Linked DNA regions of Sus scrofa: region 1 is linked to region 2. The links are chromatin contacts, called in public Hi-C maps. All regions are on one chromosome and are shown on one strand. The core of a region is the stretch at or near the end of the contact, and the rest is flanking DNA. Distances in the headings are between cores, read along the strand shown.

Region 1 (6,016 bases), core at 2,802-5,301, 100 kb after region 2:
CAATTTGTTAATTATTTAAACTGGGAGGGGGAGGGGCACGCACGCGCAGAAGAGTGTGTGTTTAATTTCCTTTATTAAAAAATGCGCACAGAGCCCACTGGGACAGCAAAGCTGGAAGAGGCTGGAAGAGCAGCCAGGAGAGATTTCTTTCAAGAATTAGCCGGTGAGGATGCCGCCGATTACAAGATTCTAGTGACGAGAGAGAGTCCTATCAATGAGAGTGTGCAGCGCTCCCTGAGGTTCAAGCCTTGGCCCCGTGCTCTGTCCACCCACCTCTCCTAGCTCTGCCCAGCCGGCCCTCCTTCAGGCCTGACCCTTCCCGAGTGGCCCTTGGGGCAGACAGAGCTGGCCGCTGCTTCCTAGCCCTTAGCACCGCAGGGGCTCTCGGTCCACTGCCCAAGCGCTGGGACAAGGACAGTCGTGGCCCAGATTTCCGCCCATCAGCCTGAAGGTCCTCAAGACACAGGCACTTGGTGGATGATAACATGATTTCAAGGTTTTCTAAGTATTTACTCTGTGGCAGACACAGTTCTAAGCTCTATGTATCACTTCAATTAATCCTTACCTCATACCTCAGGTGAGTTCTCTTGTTACCCCCATTTTACAGACGAGGGATGGAGACACAGAGGTGGAGAAACTCACACAGCAACTGACTCCAGGACCACACCCCTAACCACGTCCCTCCCCACCCCGGCAGGAGAAAGGCTGCTTGGGGTTGCCCCAAGACCCCTCCCACCAGAGCACCCACGTGGATCAGCCTTGACATGGGATCAGGTGAAATCAGAAAAGTGTGTGACAACTCTACCCAATATTCTGTGATAAGCTATATGGGAAAACAACCTGAAAAAGAATGGATGTGTGTGTATGTATAACTGAATCACTTTGTGGTACAGCAGAAATTATCACCCCATGGTAAATCAACTTCCACAAAAGTTTTAAAAACGAAAATAAAATGAAATGAAAAATTAAAAAAATAAACTATGTGACAAAGACATGGATGCCCAGTTTTAGAGGAATCTGAGAAGAGAAAGCTGTTTCTAAGCATGATATAAAATCCCAAAGACATACAAGATATTGAGGCTGAGATTTAAAGAGGGTCTTCCCCAAAGGTGCTAAAAATGGAAGCGAAAGTTGAACCAGGTAGGTGGGACCCTGGAGTTGGTGCTCTTTTATGGTCCCAGCAGCCTCAGTCACACTGTCTCTTTTCTTACTGGTCTCCTGCCTGGCTTCCCTTGGGGACTCCCCCTTCCCTTCTTCTATGATGACCTGAATCTTATCCATTCATCAAGGTCCAGCTCAAAATCCAACAAAATCTCCCAGTCCCTGTGGGCCAAGCTGTCTCCGAGGGAGCTGGGCTTCGCCCTGACAGACTTTCCACAAGCTCTTATAATGAATGTTGGATAGAGATGCAAGGGGTTCCCAGAGAAATAATCCTGGATCCCAAGCTGACTTCTAGACTCTCCTGGACTCTCTGTCTCCTTGGGAAGAAACCCCTTTAAGATAAATGTTCACTTTATTAACTGCCCTTTATAAATTCTTTCTGGTGAAGGCCATCCTGAGCTCCTAATCTGACAGAGGCGGAAGGTGTGTGCGTGCGTGCATGTGTGCATGTGTGTGTGAGAGAGAGAGAGAGAGAGATTAATTCAATACTTGCAAAAGGAGAAAGATTACATGGGGAAAATGTGCCTAATTGGTGTAAAAAAAGGCCACTGCAGTTCTTGGCACTGAGCCACCCTCACCCTAAGGGCCTTGGTACTTTAAGTATTTATGTCTCTCGTTACCTTCATAATTGGAAGGAGCCAGTCTGCTGACTGCCATCACTCTCCTCTGCATAGAGTAGCCGTGGGAGGTACAGTCTGACTCAAGGTCGGTTTGGGTCTGGAGCGCAATAGCCATTACTCCCATAGTTACTTGGCAGCGTCTGTGAGGTAAACTAGGGGCTTGAGTTGACGATGTGTGGCGCAAATGTCCACCTTCATTGGAACGACACCTCACTTCCTTGTCACCACCTCAGAGGAAAATGCTGAGGCTGGTTGGGCCTCATGACTATTAATTTCTATTACCTTTGAAGCACAATGAAAGAACATGAAAAAGCAGCTTAAACCCATTCCAGGAACATTAATCCACCTCTAACCACCACAGCAAAAGCAGGAACTCTGCATTGTACTTGGAGAGCACATCTGTGCCCAAGGCCCCTCAGAAACATTGAGAAACAGCACCTGCTATTTCTGACCATTACTGTTCCCTGCATTCGGATGATTCCTCTTGGCTCCGGATGGAAGTGCCCGGTTGCCTGACCTCCCTGAAACTTCTTCCTCCTCCCCATCCCCCCTAGAAGGGACACATTAAATTACGGCCATCCTTTTTCATCTGTACGCTTGGCTACCACTGATGGAAGCAGCCCTAAGGTTGAGGTGTGAGCCATAGTCATGACTTCTGGTGACTGTTCCCACCAGCCCCAGCCTAGAAGGATGGAGGCAAAGAGTAAAAAGGAGCAGAAAGAGGAGAAGAGAGGGGTAAAGGCAGGATCCTGGGTGTGGCAGTTTGAAAACATGACCCCAGGGAGTTCCCATTGTGGCTCAGCAGGTTATGAACCCGACTAGTATCCATGAAGATGTGGATTTGCTCCCTGGCCCTGCTCAGTGGGTTATAATAATGTCATAATAATGGCTCACAGGCGTGTGCTGTGGTGTAGGTGGCAGACACATCTCAGATCTGGCGTTGCTGTGGCTGTGGTGTAGGCTGGCAGCTGCAGCTCCAATTTGACCGTGGCCTGGGAAAATTCCATATGCCTCGGATGTGGCCCCAAAAAGAAAAAAAAGAAAACGTGGCCCCAAATTCTCTGATACTGCTTCAATCAAGTGGCATCTCTACCCTCTACTCCTGAACTTGACCCCAGCAACTATGTAACCAGTAGAATACAGTGGGTGCAAGACAGCTGAAGTGCCAATTTCAGGCCCAAGCCTTAAGAAACCGAAAACTCCCACTTCCCGTCTCTTGGGACTCACTCTTGGGAACCCAGGAGGCAGACTGAGAAAGGCCGAGCCCATGGTGGAGAGGCCCTCAGGGACAGGAACCATGGCCCCAGGCTCTCAGCGCCAGCTGAGCTCTCAGCCAACAGCCAACTCCAATTCTCCAGATGTGTGCCAATGCCATCTTGTAAGTGGATCCTCCAGCGCCCCACCTGTCCCAGCTGATGCCACATGGAGTCGAGATGAGTCCTCTCTCACACCCTTGATGCTGCATTTACACACTTTGTGCAGTGTTCTTTTACAAACCAATACAAACAGCATTTCCCAAGTAAAAACATCCTTTCTAAATATGCTTTTATTCCTTCCTTATATAAGTGGGAGAAAACCACGACTGTCCACACTGAAAGAGGCTTGGGGGGATTGGGCCCACTCTCTTTGCCTCAGAGCCACCTCTGCGCGGTGGCTCTAGAACAGTCGTGCCCACTTGGACCCGCCTGCGCTCGAAGCCCGAGCCTCACCCGCCATCCCGGCTCTTTGAGCGCCACCCAGTGGCCTCAGGGCGGAACATCCCGCAAGCTCAGCGCGGCTTTGGCGTAAAACAGCCCTTTGTGTTCAGAAGGCGCTTTTTCTGCCAAAGCAAACCGCAGTGTGTTACAACTCCTGGAAGAGCAATCCTGAGAAACAAAGCCCTGATTTTTTTTTTTTAGAGCAACAGTGGAAACCAGACCCCACTTCCTTCCTCCAGGATGAGGGCTTTATTGATACTGGTGGAATCGGTCATCTTGTTTCAGGGTTGACCTGCAGCCATCCTGTACTCAAGAGAGTGAGAGAGGAAAAATATTTAAGCTCTCCCAGGGGTCTTATCAAAGGTTTTTCTGTTTGGATTACCAAATTGTTACAAAGGACTCTCTTATGGGTGTTTCTTTCTTTTACTTTTTTTTCTTTAATTTTTTTTTTTTTTTTTTTTTTTTTTGTTAACACTGAGCCTGAATTCCCTTCCCTGCCTGGTTGAGAGCAAGTGAGCCTGGGGACCTGGTGAGTGACACTTGTGTTTTCTGTGCCCTCCTGTAGGGGGAACAGCAGCCCTGCTCAGCAAGGAAGCTTGCACTCTGGCTGCGGTGACCAAGTGGATCTGTGCAGTGGGTACTCCATGATGGATTCAATTTCTCATAAAGGAATTTAGGAGAAACCACTTCAAAACAAAGGCTTAGCCAAACTCAAAAATGAAAAGTCCATAATTATTATGCAAAGGAGGAGGGAGGGCACTCCCCTCCAGATGGTTCCCAGCACTACCTTACTAGCTGTAATTGAGCTATTTACCCCTGGAAGGCACCGCATCCCCTGCAAAATGGCGATGACAGTAATACCTACTTCGTCGGAGTATTGTGAGTTTTAATGAGATAAGAGATATTTAATGGTTCTGAATTTTATTCTAAAACAAGCAGTATGTTTTAAATGCCACATTCTAAATTTTTCTAAGTTAACTCTCCTGCAGAGGGAGAAATTCAACCTCAGTCATGTTGGGGGTCTCCTCCCATCTCCAGGATCACACAAGAATCACTGGCATATCTGTGGTGGCCAAAAAACCAGAGTTGGGCTCTAGCCTGTGTCCATCAGAGGTCAATGCCAAGATGTATTTTGTATCTCCAGCCTGGTCCCTAAAGACTGTCAACCAGGCCCCTGAGTATAAGGCGGGGTGGTGCTTGCATCTCTATTACGTATAGAATCCACTCAAATGGGTGTTCCACTGCCAGCCCAGAGGAAACTTCTCCAAGCCTCATGTCGCTCTGCCACCTCCCACCTCTTCCCTTCCAAGACTTCAAAGTCTGTCCTCTGCCTCTAAAGAAACATCTCCCACCATCTCCACCACGAGACAAGAGAGCCCAAACTTGGGATGGTAAACAAGGAGGAAAACAACAGGAAGAACAGCAACTCAAAAAAACTCAAATATCTCAATAAACCATCCTGTAGACAGTAGCACAGGTACACAGTAAACCTTCAAGGGCTGGTAATGACTGTCACTGAGCCAGAGGCTGGATTTGGGACCACATAATTATTGTCACTAATACTGTACTGCTGCTTTCAGTGTGGCCCATTCACATATCTGTTTTATCCACAGAGGTGCCCTGGTGGTCTGGATCCAGGGGCAAAGTGTTTTGGGGGGTTTTTTTGTCTTTTTTTTTTTTTTTTTTTTTTTTTGCCATTTCTTGGGCTGCTCCCACGGCATATGGAGGTTCCCAGGCTAGGGGTCGAATCAGAGCTGTAGCCACCTGCCTAGGCCAGAGCCACAGCAACGCAGGACGCGAGCCGCATCTGCAACCTACGCTCACGTCAATGCTGGATCCTTAACCCACGGACCAAGGCCAGGGATTGGACCGGAAACCTCATGGTTCCTAGTCGGATTCGTTAACCACTGCCCACAACAGGAACTCCCAAGGGGCAAAGTGTTTTAGTTTTTGTTTCTTTTTTGGCCGCCTCTCAGCATATGATGTTCCCAGACCAGGGATCAGATCCAAGCCACAGCAGCGACAACCCCAGACTCTTAATCCACAGCACTGTGCCCGGGGATCAATCCTGCATCCCAGCTCTCCCAAGACTACGTGGCTGAGCCCATTGCACCACAGCAGGAACTCCCAAAGTTTCTATTTTTTCAGTCCCTGGAGAGATAATTCGAACAGGCAGTGGTGTTTAAGTGACTGCCCTTGGGGAGCTCTCACTGCAGACTTTTTTGCCCAAGCGGATGACAATGGCAAGCGAGTCCGGTCAGGAGCCTGGGCGGCTCTAGGGCTCCCACAAAGCGTGGCTCTCTGCTCAGCCCCTCCCCCTGGGGCAGTTCAGTTACATCCTTATGGTCTGAATGGCATTTCATTCATAAACCCTGAGGTGAAATTTAGAAGGAAAACCCTTTATGTAATTTAGTTAAAATGTCCATATGTTGAAATGAATTGTGTTCAGTAAATGAAATGGTACTTCCTCTCTTTCTCATACGTATTTTTTGTATTACATATGAGATAAAATACATGTATTTATATATAAAGTATATA
Region 2 (6,263 bases), core at 1,329-3,828:
GGTTCAGTGCTCTGCTTCACTCAGTGGCTGTGACAACTCTGCCCACTTTCCTTCTGGTGGGTTGTTCTGTTTTCTCTGTGTCAAGTTTATTCGAATTTCACAAAGCAGAAATAATAAAAATCTTTTTTTTCCCTTCAGTTTTCATACTTGATCATAGTCACATGAAAATAAGTTCATTCTTTTTTTTTTTTTTTTTTTTTTTTTTGGTCTAGATTGAAATTGGAAGAGAGAAGAAAAGAACTGCTACAGAAACTTGAAGAAACTACTAAGTTAACTACATATTTGCATTCACAACTTAAAAAGTAAGCCTGTTTGGTCTCCTTGAGGGGAAAATCTTTCTTGACTACATTCAGATATGTTTTAGTTCTTTGTACATTCTTTTTCTCTTTACTTTCAATGACTTAAAAGTAAGAAAATATTGGAGTTCCTGTTGTGGCTCAGCAGTAACCAACCAGACTAACATCCATGAGGACATGGGTTCTTATCCCTGGCCTCGATCAGTGGGTTAAGGATCTGGTGTTGCCATGAGCTGTGGTGTAGGTTGCAGATGTGGCTTGGATCCTGCATTGCTGTGGCTGTGGTGTAGGCCGGCAGCTGCAACTCCAATTCGACCCCTAGCCTGGAAACTTCCATATGCCGCGGATGCAGCCCTCAAAAGCAAAAAAAAAAAAAAAAAGTAAGAGAATATCTATACTAGTACAATTAAAATTTGGATGATCAAATTTAAAGTAGTAGAGATTTGGTTTTTGTTCTGTTTTTTGTTTTGTTTGCTTTTTTTTCCCCATGAACCCCAGGGTCCTATTTGGAATATGTTTGAAATGTATTGGGAAGAAGATGTATTTTGACTATCAGGACATACTTAGGAAAATGACACATTTCTCCACATTACCCATTCTTTTAAAAAGGAGGGGGTGGGGGGGATTTGCCCTAGAGTAACCCCATATTCACCCCTAAAATAGACACAAAAAGAGGAGGAAGGAGAGTGAGCCGTGGGGCCTTTGTCTTTAGAAGCCTGCCTTTTCCTCTCTCACAACAGAAAGTTTTATTCTTTAAGTAAAGTCACTGTATTAACCCTTTGTACTGTTGATACCCCCCCTTCTGTATTTTTTTAACTGCATAGTTGCTTCTGGATGTTTATGCAGATAGGTTTATCAATAGGTGTTTGATGCCTTTTTTAAAGTTTTTCTAACTTGTGCACAAGGGGCTGATTCTTAGTAAGAGTAGGGCTGCTGCTTAAAGAGTATGTAGGGAGCCAGGTTGGAAACGTTCACGAGGAAACACGGAACGTGCGATGTGAAAGCAAGTTCCTTTCCCCGGTCTTTGACTGTCCTTTGGTATCACTGGGTTGCCTCCCTCTCAGGTCCAAAGGAGCCGGCGGGGCTTTGCCGCATCGTCCCCGTTCTAACACGTGTGCTTTCCTCCCTCAGCCTCTCGGCCAGTACCCTGTCCATGTCTTCCGGGAGCAGCCTGGGCTCCCTGGCCTCCAGCCGAGGGTCTCTGAACACGTCCAGCAGAGGGTCGCTCAACTCCCTCAGTTCCAGCGAGCTCTACTACACGGGTCAGGGTGACCAGCTAGACGTGGATTATCAGTACAAACTGGACTTCCTCCTGCAGGAGAAAGGTGGTTACATCCCCTCCGGACCTATCACCACCATCCACGAACACGAAGTGGTCAAGTCCCCCAGCCAGCCCGGCCAGAGCGGGCCCTGCGGGGCCGTGGCCGCAGCCACAGGCCACGCTCCCCCGCTGAGCGAGGCCCCCAAGTCCGTGGCGTCCCTGTCCTCCAGGTCCTCCCTGTCGTCCTTGTCCCCTCCCGGCTCGCCCCTGGTCTTGGAAGGCACGTTCCCCATGTCTTCCCACGACGTCCCTCTACATCAGTTCGCCGCAGACTTTGAGGACTGTGAATTGAGCAGCCGTTTCGCAGATCTGGGCCTGGGAGAGAATCAGCTTTTGCTGGACTCCGACTCGGGGGGAGTGCCCCAGTCTCTCTCAGAGGAGAAGAGCCTCCCCGAATGTGCTCGGGAGCCACTGTTTGAAGGGCCTGCAGGTAAATGGAGACCCTGCTTTCAGTTCCCTCTCAGCCACGGTAAGGAGAAGGATTGGAGGTTATTTCTCCCATGGAAACAAGTGGTACCTGTCCCCCTTCTCCTGCTGCTGCTCCTTTTTTCATTTTGGCTTCATTTGGGAGTTCTTATTGCTATAAACCTACACATTTCTTCAGCAAATACGAATCGCCTTCCCCATTTAATAGATTTAATCACTAAGTATCCATTCTGTTGTCTAGTAGCCCACTTTGTAGGGCAGTTGCCTGGGAGCATATACACCTCAGGCTTCCAAATAGGTTTTGGTTCTGAAATACCGAGGCAACAGGACTTTCTTTTCAAAGTTGGCCTAAAACAGATTAAAACCAAGGCAATTAGCGTACCAGCTAATTAGTACCAAGGTTCAATGTTTGGATTGCTATGGGAATTCTATATAAATACAATTTTTGTTTCATGCCAGACTTTCCCTTTCTGCCCAAAGTTAATTTGGAGAAAGCCAGTCCCCATGCATGGTGTCACCCTGCCATCTTCTGGCCACAGTACTAGTTGCAGCCCAAGAAAGTGCAGTGGATTGAGTTCTTACTGCCACATTTGTACTCAGAGACAGAAACAGAGGGAGAATTTAATATTTTTTGAATTACTCACTTCTGGGAGGCAGAAGCTTTTAGCATGTTAGATGTAGTTGTAAAGAGAATGGGATGGCACTCTGGTTGGCAGATGGTCAAAGCTGTGGTCCGAGGAGCCCACCCCACACGAAAAGTGGAATAAACTCCAGCTCTGGTCCCTGGAGCCTGGCTCAGATCCATACGTGCTCCTGAGTCAACAACAGTCAAGGACAGGCCTCTTGAGAAGTATTTTCTTGCTGTTTCAAGAAGCATATTTATTTTGTATTTTTGACCCTAGGAGTTGGCCAATTCAGACTTTAAAGAGGTGGAGAGACGCAGCTCATTTGTGTGGTTTCAAATACTGAACTAAACTACTGCCTGCCAGTGGCCTGGGGCAGAGGCAGAGCACAGGAAACACCTTTGTGGTTTGTGTGCCACTCTCCTGGCAGGTGCCAAAGCTACAAGTGATGTCTTATTGAAATAATGAACCACAGAGAAAATGAGCACAGGAGCGGTGTTTATACAACGGCTCCAGCAAAGCAGGAACCTTCAGTGAGGCCTCATGCCTGCCTCCAAAAAGGCATGTGGTGTGTGGCACAGTCCTGCCACCCCTGGAGCCAGCCCCTCCTGTGCTAGAGTCTCGGTGGCCTTATTGACTGGCCGTGTTCCAGTGAGCACATTACCTAGTCTCTCAAGCTTGTTGTTCTTCATCTGCAAAGCGGGAGCTAGAGGGGGGTCCTGGGAGGGTTAATACTCCTAAACTGCTTCTGAAGCATCCAGCCCAGCCTGGCAGTTGGCACTCAGTTCACAGTAATTAATATTAACCATATGACACTAAGCAATGCAAACTCTGCTAAACCCACTTCCTGTTGCAAACGCTGGAATTTACAAAGGGAGGACAGAGCAAGAGAGGGAAGAAGTGGAGTGGGTTTGGGGCCATTCTTTTGTGCTTGAAGGCTTTCAGAGTTCTTGAGCATTTCCAAGCTGGTTTTGCTGTTCAGTCTGCTTGGAGGGGCCAGTAAATGAAGCTGGATGCTGGGGAAGTGAATGGGATCTGGGAGAACATAGCCCACGGTCAGCCTACCCAGCAGTCCTGAGGCACTGGCATCCCTGGCCTTCCTGCATCGTCTGCCTGGCCACTGGCTTGCCCCTCACCCTTAGTCTGCTCCTGTGTCTGTCCAGAGGGTCCATGCCTGGAGAACAGTATTTCAGGGCCTCCACGAAACAGCTCTTAATTTTTTTTTAATGCATATTGTATTAGAAAAGCACTGTTAAAAAGTTACACTAAGGGAAGAGGTTTGTGTGCAAATAATAGCGTTTCACGTATAAAGACAACTGAGAGCATATATTTAACCTTGAAGACTAATTCCTTCCAGATCAGGTCACCGGCACTGGGTCTCTTGGGGGATGTCTAACCTTGGCATGGGGGCGGGTAGCTCATGTGGTGAAACCCAGTCACTCCTCTGTTCTCTAGACTCTTGTGCAGGTAAAGTCGAATTCCTTTTCTATACCTTTGACCCCCTGGCACCAGCTCCTGCTGGATGGCAGAAATCAAGTTGGAATAACTCCGAAGTCCTTCCACAGTCAGTCTCTGTCATTGTCAAAGTCAATTTCAGACTGCTGTGGTTATTCCTGGGGGTAATCAATAAATCATGTCATCACCTTCACCCCTCACAAAGGGGGGTGGGCGGAGAGAAGGCACTTCATCATCAAGGAAAAAGCATTCCCACTGCCAGAAATAAAAGGGAAAATGCAGCAATCAATCCTGTAATCTGAAGCCTTAAAACTTAAACATCTTAACAAGATGTAAAGTCACGACTCAGAAGGGGGGCGAAATGCATACCAATACGGATCCCGCTCACTCGGCCGCCTGAGGATGAAAGAACGCCCCGGGCTCCAGCTTATTACCCGGGAACACAGCTTTAAAGGAAGGCTCCCTGCTCTCCGCAGGATGCCGGGCTAGGAATAGAGTCGGAGATAAAAGTGAAGTGGTAGTTGGTGCTAAAGATTCAGTAGCACAGAGTTTTTTAATGGTATTAGCCTGTGAGGAATGCTGTAAGTCAAAGACATTTTCTCTTTAACTTCTATTAGAGCAGCAGCTCAGGAGACGGAGACCATGGCGTGTGGAGAGGAGCAAAAGAGGTGGAAACCTTCCTTGCTGTTGAGCAGCTCCAGGCTCTCTATTGTAGAATTGTCTCCGTTGCTTGTGGGAGGCAGATAGTGTCCTAGCTCCGAGTGTGGTATCCACAGTGAGCACCAAAAAGAGAGAGTCCAGGGGCCCACAAGAATTCCTGCATTTATCCTTTCCCTTAAAATAGTCCAGGACAGGAGTTCCCACTGTGGCTCAGCAGTAACAAACCTGACCAGTATCCATGAGGATGCAAGTTTGATCCCTGGCCTTGCCCAGTGGATTAAGGATCCAGTGTTGCAGTGAGTTGTGGTGTAGGTTGCAGACACGACTCAGATCTGGCGTTGTTGTGGCTGTGGTATAGGTGGGCATCTGTAGCTCAGATTCAACCCATAGACTAAGAACTTGCATATGCCACAGGTGTGGCCCTAAAAAGGGGAAAAAAAAAAAAATTCCGGGACAGAGAGAAACAGTACCCTTCCTCAAACAATGACCAAAATAATTAGCATCCTAAGAATCGTGTAAGTCTTAGTGCCTGGAATCATCCAAATGTATCCGTTTGAATAGGAACATCCTTGATTCTCAGGTGGAAATTTTATTTGGGGTTTCTCAGAGCCAAACACTGTATGTGTATTATATTTACCTTTCCTAAGACAGAATCCTGCTCAGTGCTATCACTCTCGCCTCCCTAGACATGGAAAAATCATTACCCAAAAGAAGAGGAATCCACCTGCTTGGGGAGAAAACCACCTGCGTGTCAGCCGCCGTGTCGGATGAGTCTGTGGCTGGAGACAGCGGGGTCTACGAGGCTTTCGTGAAACAGTAAGGATTCAGTAGGCGGGCCTCCGCCTCACAGCCGGCATGTGGGTTCCGGCCCTGAGCGCACTGATGCCAGTCCACTCTCTGCGGTAGGAAGGGTTTTAGGCAGTGGTGTGCCTAGAAATTTCACCTGTGCCAGAAACACCCATCAGCAGGGAGATGAGGAACAGGCGAGTGTGCCCAAAGCTGGGCCTAGAGATATAACCTCGATTTTATTTTACTTTATTTCACCTTACCTTACTTTATTTTATTTTATTGTCTTTTTAGGGCCACACCTGCAGCATATGGAGATTCTCAGGCTAGGGGTCCAACTGGAGCTGCAGCTGCCAGCCTACACCACGGCCACAGCCACACTGGATCCGAGCTGCATCTGTGACCTACACCACAGCTCATAGCAGCACTGTATCCTTAACCCACTGAGCAAGACCAGGGATCAAACCCACATCCTCATGGATACTAGTTGGGTTCTTAACCCTGAGCCACACTGGGGACTCCATAACCTCGATTTTAATGAGAATGTTGGAGTGGTTGCCAGTGGCTGCTTGGCCCACGAAGCTTCTCTTGTGCGCAGATTGCAGAAGGCCTGGCACAGGGCTGGGGTGTGGTACAGCCCAGGGAGGCTCAGCAAAGGCACGCACTGGGGGGGGTCCTCCTTATCAAGGCCCAGAT

Evidence for each region. Hi-C and Micro-C count contacts between places; a contact is called where the count stands out from the background.
Region 1: a Hi-C map of embryonic fibroblasts shows a contact between it and region 2, with 3 times the contacts expected there. The contact joins two enhancer-like sites. A contact is called at or near these places in 4 of 47 Hi-C or Micro-C datasets (brain, embryonic fibroblasts, fetal skeletal muscle and 1 more) and 1 of 2 datasets of contacts at active chromatin or transcription factors (skeletal muscle).

What each region holds. Positions count from the first base shown.
Region 1 is chr15:44,863,565-44,869,580 of Sscrofa11.1, forward strand. No RefSeq gene overlaps it. Among named protein-coding and RNA genes, the nearest start is that of CDKN2AIP, 19 kb to the right of the region's middle. Within about 2 kb of position 4,052, at least 17 of the 83 cell types and tissues checked have an H3K27ac peak or open chromatin away from gene starts, as enhancers often do. A contact at or near this core is called in embryonic fibroblasts, where this site is marked.
Region 2 is chr15:44,762,678-44,768,940 of Sscrofa11.1, forward strand. It overlaps WWC2 (protein WWC2), which reads left to right. Exons shown (of 25, transcript XM_003359464.5): 12 at 213-302; 13 at 1,428-2,047; 14 at 5,468-5,597. Among named protein-coding and RNA genes, the nearest start is that of CLDN22, 39 kb to the right of the region's middle. Within about 2 kb of position 2,579, at least 7 of the 83 cell types and tissues checked have an H3K27ac peak or open chromatin away from gene starts, as enhancers often do. A contact at or near this core is called in embryonic fibroblasts, where this site is marked.